Linked DNA regions of Rattus norvegicus: region 1 is linked to region 2. Evidence: chromatin contacts called from public Hi-C data. All regions are on one chromosome and are shown on one strand. The core of a region is the stretch at or near the end of the contact, and the rest is flanking DNA. Distances in the headings are between cores, read along the strand shown.

Region 1 (3,672 bases), core at 126-2,625, 190 kb before region 2:
CTCTCCCAGGCTACTGGTGCCCAGACCATACTCCACGGCTATGTTACAGACCCTAGGGCCCATCCAGTCCTGCTTTGGGGTCTATATGAAGGACCACTGAAATCCAGGCCCAGGTGAAGTGGAGGCCAGGGCTGAGGCCTAAGGGCTATAGGAGCAGAGAGGGGTCCCATCTCAGGCTTGCTGGGACCAGCAGGGCCAGGGCCTCCTGTAGAAGTGGCTGTGCCATTGGGAAGGAGCTGGAAAGTGGGCAGGGAGAGCATGAGAGACGCTCAGGTGGGCTTTGGAAGGCTAGGGAGAGTCAGGTGCCTTAGAGTCAGAATGATTTCGGAACAAAATAGATAAGAGGTTGTACGGACCCAGGTCATCAGCACAGGGTCTCACCTAAAATCCCCCATGCCCCTCCCACCAGCACGAAGCCCCCCACCCCACCCCCAAGGGAGAACACTTAGAGTGCTCGGAGCGGAGAGCCGTCTCAGTGTGGCTTCTCAGACTGCTCACACCACTCCTTCCCCACAGCACCTTGCTGAGGTCCCACACTACACCCTACCCGTTTCCTTGGGGGTGGGATACAGCACCATTCCTTCTCCCTGCTGTCTCAGCTACCCTAACCCACATCGAGCGTGTGGACAGAGAAGATGGGGAGGAACAGATCCTGGCTCCCAGGGCCACAGTGGGTGGAAAGTGACCCCTCTCTGATCTCAGGATGAAGTCAGGAAAGGCATTTGGGGACACAGCTCACAGCCAGTGCCTGGGGACAGGCAATCACCAGCAACCCCCTGGAGGGTGAAATCGGATAAGTACCAGGCCAGATTCCACGTGGGCAGCTCCCCCTTTGGGCGAGCCAGTCCCTAGAACATCCCAGAGTGTTTCTGCTTGCAGGGCATAGGAAGTCCACTGGTGGAGGAGAGTGGGCTAGGGTAAAAGGCGAGCCAAGAAGGGGTGGGGGTAGTGAAAGGGGCGTGTTACAGAGAGCCTATGTGTGCTGAGGTCACCCAGGAGAAGGGCTGGAGAGACCAGGCATGGGAAGGCTAGGTTTAGGGAGCAATCTCAGAGAAGGGGCTGTGACTGGGTGTCTTAGAGGGGTCTCATTGCATGGAATTGGATACTGGCCTCTGGATTCTCGAGGATCTCGAATTGAGAGACAACCGGGATACCTGAGCCAGGTCCAGGGACCCAGGGCTTGGGAAGAGTAGGTGAGAGGGTGACTCGCTGTCTCGGCTCACCTGTAGACATCGGTCCAGAGCTGCGTGCCCAGCACGTACACCGCCTCCACGCGGCTCCCGTATTGCAGCCGTACGGTCCGCTCCCGCAGCATCTTTCCCCGCAGAGGCGGCTGCAGTCCGCGCTGCTCCCGGGAATGAGCACCTGCTACAGGTGAGCCCTCCGCTGCGCCTGCGCCCGCCGCTGAGCAGCCGGCGGCCTTAAGCTGCAGCCGAGGGGCGGGGCGTGGGCGTGGCTGTCCGCCGGACGCTTCTTGGAGTGGACCTGCGAGCCCGTCCGTCTAGCCTGGCTCCGCCCTCCAAGCGCCTCTGCCCGCAAGTTGTCAATTCCTGCTTTCCATGTTTGGCTTGTTCATTCTTTTGTTCAATAAATTCCCCTTTCTGGACTCCCCCTCCCCTCCAGCTCGGAGGGGCAGAAAATGGGAGCAGGAGTAGGCGAAGGGACAGGGCAGGAGTGAGTGGGTGGCAACCAAAGCCAATCTGGGGCCAGGGGATGCTTCTCAGGAAACTTCTGAGGCTTCTTAAAGATCTTGCCAATACCAGGGGCTGGAGAGGAGCCTCCTGAACACCTTCGCGAAGCTGGAAATCCCCACATTAGATCCACATTGCTATGGGAAATAGGGAGTGGGGTGGAGTCGGGGGAACCGTGTCCCTGGCAAGGGCCAGAATGCTAAGCCCAGGCATGAGAGCGACAGCATGAACCTGGAAAGGGGTTGTCTGGGAATGCATTCTGGCTGTACCAGACAACGGTGAGCTCTGAGCTCGAGCCAGGAGTGAAGACCCCGGATGGGGCGTGAGAGGGCTGGAGAGGAGAGGACTGATCTGAGCGGTGTTTATGGATGGAGATTTGGATGGCTCCGGGTGGCTGACGGGGCAGAGGATTAGGGCTCCAGCCTGAGGCACCAAAAAGCGTGCCATGGTAGAGGTCAGTGTATGGTCCTGGAAGGCCAAGGTGCACCGTAACATCTAGTGGCGGGACTGGGGTCTGAAGCACCCTGAACCCCATCCACAGGCCTTTTCTCTCTGAACCCAGGGCTGGTGCTATACAGAAAACGGCAGCGTTTGAGGAAGTGACTTTTTGGTCATGGGGATGGAAACTGAAGGGCGGGGTGGGGGATGCGTATTGGAGAGGGAGGGAGACTGATGGGAGACCCGGCAAAGGGCGCACTGCAAAGGGCTCACAGAATTAATCGCATTGCTCATATGTATGCCCAGGAATGCCCAGTCAGTCCCCATTCTATCCTTCTCCTCCAGATGCCCAAATTAGGAGGTGGTAAGGACCCCAGCTGTCCCTGGGTATCAGGGATCTAGGGGGAATGTGGGTGGAGAAGTGAGAGGGCCAGAATCCCAGCCAGAGGGGTCATTGTCTCCTGAAAGGCTTGGGGTTCAGATCCTGGGAGAAGCTGGTAACTTCTGATTGGTCCCTGGGAGAGCGTTCTCCAATCAGGAGGCAGCATGTGGGAAAGACTCCAAGAGGCACTAGACTGGAAACCCCTGCAGAGGTGGGTAGGCTTGGGTCTGAGTACCCTGTGCACGCAAGCTACACCTCCAACAGGGGCAGAACAGTCCCACTTTCACCAAGTAAGAGGGGTCCCGTGTGGAACAAGAACGCGTCTCTTCTCAACCAAGGGAGTCCCAACAGAGCCAGGGCTGTGCTGTCAGGCAACGGCTCTGGTTACCCAGCTGGGCAGGAAGAAGGTGTGCACTCATGACGTATGCGGTTTCGGTGCCCCACACTGCACCCAAGCTATAGTTCCCAAAGTGTTAGAGTTAAATTATTTTATCTTCCCAGGAACCCTGGAGATGAAGAAAGAGAGCACAGAGAGGGTGAAGAACTAACCTAGGCGTGCACAGCTCCTGACAGCGGCAGAGCAGGAACCTGGGCGGGGATCCGTGGGTGAGGGTGGCTCGCCCTGCCTCTGGGAAGCACATAGGTAATCTCGCAGCATAATGGAAGATGCAAACTGATATTAAACGAGACAATATTCCGAAAACGCTGGCAGAGTCTGGTCCAAGGCTCAGGATACAAAGCCCCTCCCCTTATGTAACTTGCCCCTCTCTTGGCACCCACACTCAGGCCTCTGACCTGGTTCTGGCTCACCCCGGTGCCTGGCTTGGTGGGATAGGAGCTTTCAGAGCCCAAGGGTTTAAAATAGCAGAAGTGGTCACAGCTGTTGGTGGATTGAGGGCCGGAGGTCTCGCACATCACGGCTGCCCCTGCTGCTCTCATGGAGCCTAGAAAATCCGCATGGCATCTCTCAGTGCCTTTTGGGAGGTGACAACAAAAGCCAGTTCCCAGCACTCACCATCCTGGACCCCTCCTCCCATACAACTCCCATCAAGTGTGGGACCAGAGAGCCTGAACGCGGAGGGGCTTCCTCTGCCAGGTGCCCTGCTCTGTTGTGGGGCTCTATGCCTGGCTTTGGGGAGCCTGGCCCGGAGGTGACTTAAA
Region 2 (3,629 bases), core at 1,103-3,602:
AAAGTGGACCCCATACCTGACTAAAAGTTCTGTGCCTCCATGTCCTGGGAAGGACTCAGCCTGGCTCTAAGACCCTAGAATAAATCCAATGCTAATACACCTCTGGGCAGGGAGACCAGCCCATGACCCCACCAAGGACCTCGTACAACTTGGGAGCCACCCTGAAGGGTGGCTTGGATAATTGGACAATCCAAAACCACTGATGTGACTCCACTCCACACCCACCTTCAAGTCTGTTTTTGTGTTTTCTCTTTGGATACCGGGTCTCAAGTTACCCAGGCCAGCCTTGAACTCTTTTGAGGGCTGAAGAGACGGCTCGACAACTAGAAGCAGTTAAGCCTGACAGCCCAAGTCTGACCCCTGAGACCCAAACAGTGGAAGGACAGATTGCTGTCTTCAAGGGTGGCTCTAGCACATCCATGCAGATGCACAAGCCAACGTAAAAACTGAAATGCTGGGGCTGGGGATTTAGCTCAGTGGTAGAGCGCTTACCTAGGAAGCGCAAGGCCCTGGGTTCGGTCCCCAGTTCCGGAAAAAAAACCAAAAAAAAAAAAAAAAAAAAACTGAAATGCTAATTCTGTTGCCTCTGAGTGCTGCCATGTGTCTACCTATGTTGACGGCGGGGGTGCAAGTATTCTGGTTACGTTCTGGTTTGATGTATGAGCATTTCGCCAGAACGACAAACCTAGCACTTCTTAGCACCGAGCCCAGGAGTCCTGTTTCCCTTGAAACACTTACGGGATGGGATGATGGTTCGGTTAACATCTGATATTCTTCCAGGGGACCGCATGGCAGCTCACAACCATCGGTAATTCTAGTTCTAGGGGCCCTGTTGTAGATTGGTTTTAATGTTAACTTGTGTTATGTGGCTCCCAAAATTATGGGGAACCTGTACATCTTAAGACACCGAGGGTTGGTTGGGGATTTAGCTCAGTGGTAGAGCGCTTGCCTAGGAAGCACAAGGCCCTGGGTTCGGTCCCCAGCTCCGAAAAAAGAACCAAAAAAAAAAAAAAAAAAAAAAAGACACCGAGGGTCCCTGTCCCCAGCTGGTTCTGACTGGCAAATAAAGTTGTCAGCTGCCAATGGCTAGGCAGGGAGACAGAGACAGGACTTCAGTTTTGGTGGTCAAGGGAACCCAGGGAAGGATTTAGAACAAGCAGAAGGATCAGGTATGAGAAATACAAGACAGCCAGCCAACACGTGAGAATCAGGGACTGTGGTCCAGGGGGGCCTATAGGCCTGGGTCCTGGGCAGCCGAGAAGGAATATAGGTTTTTAGAAAGTAATTTTAGGAATGTCAGAGGGGAGAGTGTGTTAGCCATGGGGAAGTTTAGAAGTGCCCAGCCATTGAGCTGTTTAAGGCACATTAAAATAGAAGGCTGTGGTTTTTATTCTAGAATCTAGAGTATCGGGGGGGGGGGGGGGGGAGGGGACTCCTCGTTATCTGCCAGGGAGATTAGAGCGGATTTATAAACAACCACAACAGGGCTTCTCCAACTTCTGGTCTCCAGGAGTCCATGACACATGGTACAGCTAGCTGTGTATGAAAGCAACCCTGTGTGTGTGTGTGTGTGTGTGTGTGTGTGTGTGTGTGTGTGTGTGTGTGCGCGTGTGTGAGAGAGAGAGAGAGATCTTTAAACATGGAGATCACGGCCCCTGCTCTGCCTACCCCTGCTGACCCCGAATCTATGGTCCCTCAGTCCAGTGACTGGATAAGGCTGTGCCTTGGGCCTCGCCAACACTAGTCCACTGGGAACAAGTCTTGTATGACCGCACAGCACCTACTTGCCAACAGGGGTAAGCATGGGAGGGCAGATCATCACCCCCGCCACCCCTCCCATCCTAAGGATCAGCTAGGGAGGCTGCTGGCTCTTCAGACACAGCTCCAACAACTAGCAGGACCCAGCACTTGAAAGGACAGCGTTTAAACAGTGATCCTCAGCCTGTGGGTCCCAACCCCCTGGAGGCTGAATGAGGCAGCCATGGAGGTAATTTTACGGTTGGGGGTCATCCCAGGAACTGTATTGAAGGGTCTCGGCATTAGGAAGGTTGAGAGCCACTGCTGTACAAAGTATGGGTTCTCTTCAGCTCTGCAGTAAACCTCCCAAAGGCCACACCCAGAAGGTGACCAGGGCAAAGCACCTGGAACCTCTCAGGATAGGTCTGCCCACCAGGCCCCTTCCCTGTGACCAAGCCTACCGTCTTCAACTTATTTCCCTCTACAGAACAGGAAGGAACAATGATCCGATGTCAGGAGTATTAGTGTGTGTTACAGGAAATGACAGCGGGATGCACAGTAGCCCCAGAGACATCAGTCCAACCACCAGTGCGTGGCAGAAAATAAAAGGCTAACTAATCTCACAGTGCCCCCTGGTGGGCAATTAACCAAGATGAAGAGGCCAGGCCCTCGGATCCTGCAAGAAGTTTGGAGGCTGTGAATGTGATTGCAAATGCTCCTGGCTCATGGTAGGACTGCATCCCAACAGACTGCTCATAGAGCTGGGCAGACCAAGCGTGAGAAAGCTTGTTCATCCAGAACCAAACCCCAACAGAGCCCAAGTCTCAGTGCCTTAGGTTAGGATTACATTTAAGTGGGTGGGATGACTCAGGCTGCAAGCATGCGTTTGTGCACTGTGTAAAGGTTATCCTTGTTTTGTCCACACGCTGACTTCTCTGCCCTCCCATCCGTTTCAATCCAGACATGGCACTGTAATGCTTAGGTCAAGAATCTCCCGTGTTTCCCCCAGCCAGGAGGAGAGGGTCAGAGGGGAAGAAACTTCAGACGCAGAGAACTAGAACCACATTAAACTACAAGTATCATGGGGCTGGGCTGTAGCCGGATTAGCACTGTGGGTTAGTTGGTACTCCTTTAACTGCCCAGGTACTGAAGTGCAAGTCGAGGAATGTCAACCAGCCCCGGTTAGCAATGCTTAACCTAGGGCTGAACAATGCTGGGTACTGGGAAAGCGGAGGCAGGCGGCCAGCCTGGGCTACATGAGATTTTGTGGGCCAACCACAAAAACCAAAACCAGCTCCTAAGCTGGGACCATGAGTGTTTCGGGGCTGTGTCCAACGCTAGTTGGGAAGCCCTGGGCCTCTATCCCATCGGCTGGTCATGGCTCTGTGCACCTTCCTAGGCCAGCATGAAGCTCTCCGGGGGTTGCCTTCACCCTCTTGGTCACATTTGAGGCATGTGCACAGAAAGGGCTGGGGACGCGCTCCATGCTACTGAAGAGGAAACACGAAAGCCAAGGCAGAGTAAACAATGACGCCGTTTATTTAAAATGTTTACTCCAAGAAATATAGATATAAAAAAAAATTAGACAATAACAGCACTAAACCAGGCACCTTCGACCGAATCCCATCCTCGTCCACTCCCTCTGCGCTACGCTTTCTCGATGACCAGAAAATTTCAGAGCCCCTGGGAGGCCAGAATGGTTCCTACCCAGGGCTTCCCACCTTGAGTTTCTGGTGGGAAAGCTCAGGTGAGAATTTTAGCCTGAAGGGAGGGGGGCTGTGGCCAGGCACAGGACTCTCTACCCATAAGACACTTTCTGCTCACCCACTGCAGGGCTCCAGCCAAGGGGACTGACTGCTGGCTTTAGGTTTGCTCCCTGGAAGATGAGCCTA

Evidence for each region. A called contact is a pair of places that touch in the nucleus more often than the background predicts.
Region 1: a Hi-C map of Schwann cells shows a contact between it and region 2, with 6 times the contacts expected there. The contact joins the promoter of Padi2 here to the enhancer-like site in region 2. A contact is called at or near these places in 9 of 12 Hi-C or Micro-C datasets (the A7r5 cell line, the Rat2 cell line, Schwann cells and 5 more).

Annotation. Positions count from the first base shown.
Region 1 is chr5:158,489,790-158,493,461 of GRCr8, reverse strand. It overlaps Padi2 (peptidyl arginine deiminase 2), which reads right to left and starts at 1,375. Exons shown (of 16, transcript NM_017226.2): 1 at 1,224-1,375. The coding sequence starts at 1,315.
Region 2 is chr5:158,299,919-158,303,547 of GRCr8, reverse strand. It overlaps Rcc2 (regulator of chromosome condensation 2), which reads right to left. Exons shown (of 14, transcript NM_001427820.1): 14 at 3,254-3,629. Among named protein-coding and RNA genes, the nearest start is that of Padi6, 19 kb to the left of the region's middle. Within about 2 kb of position 2,352, at least 16 of the 93 cell types and tissues checked have an H3K27ac peak or open chromatin away from gene starts, as enhancers often do. A contact at or near this core is called in Schwann cells, where this site is marked.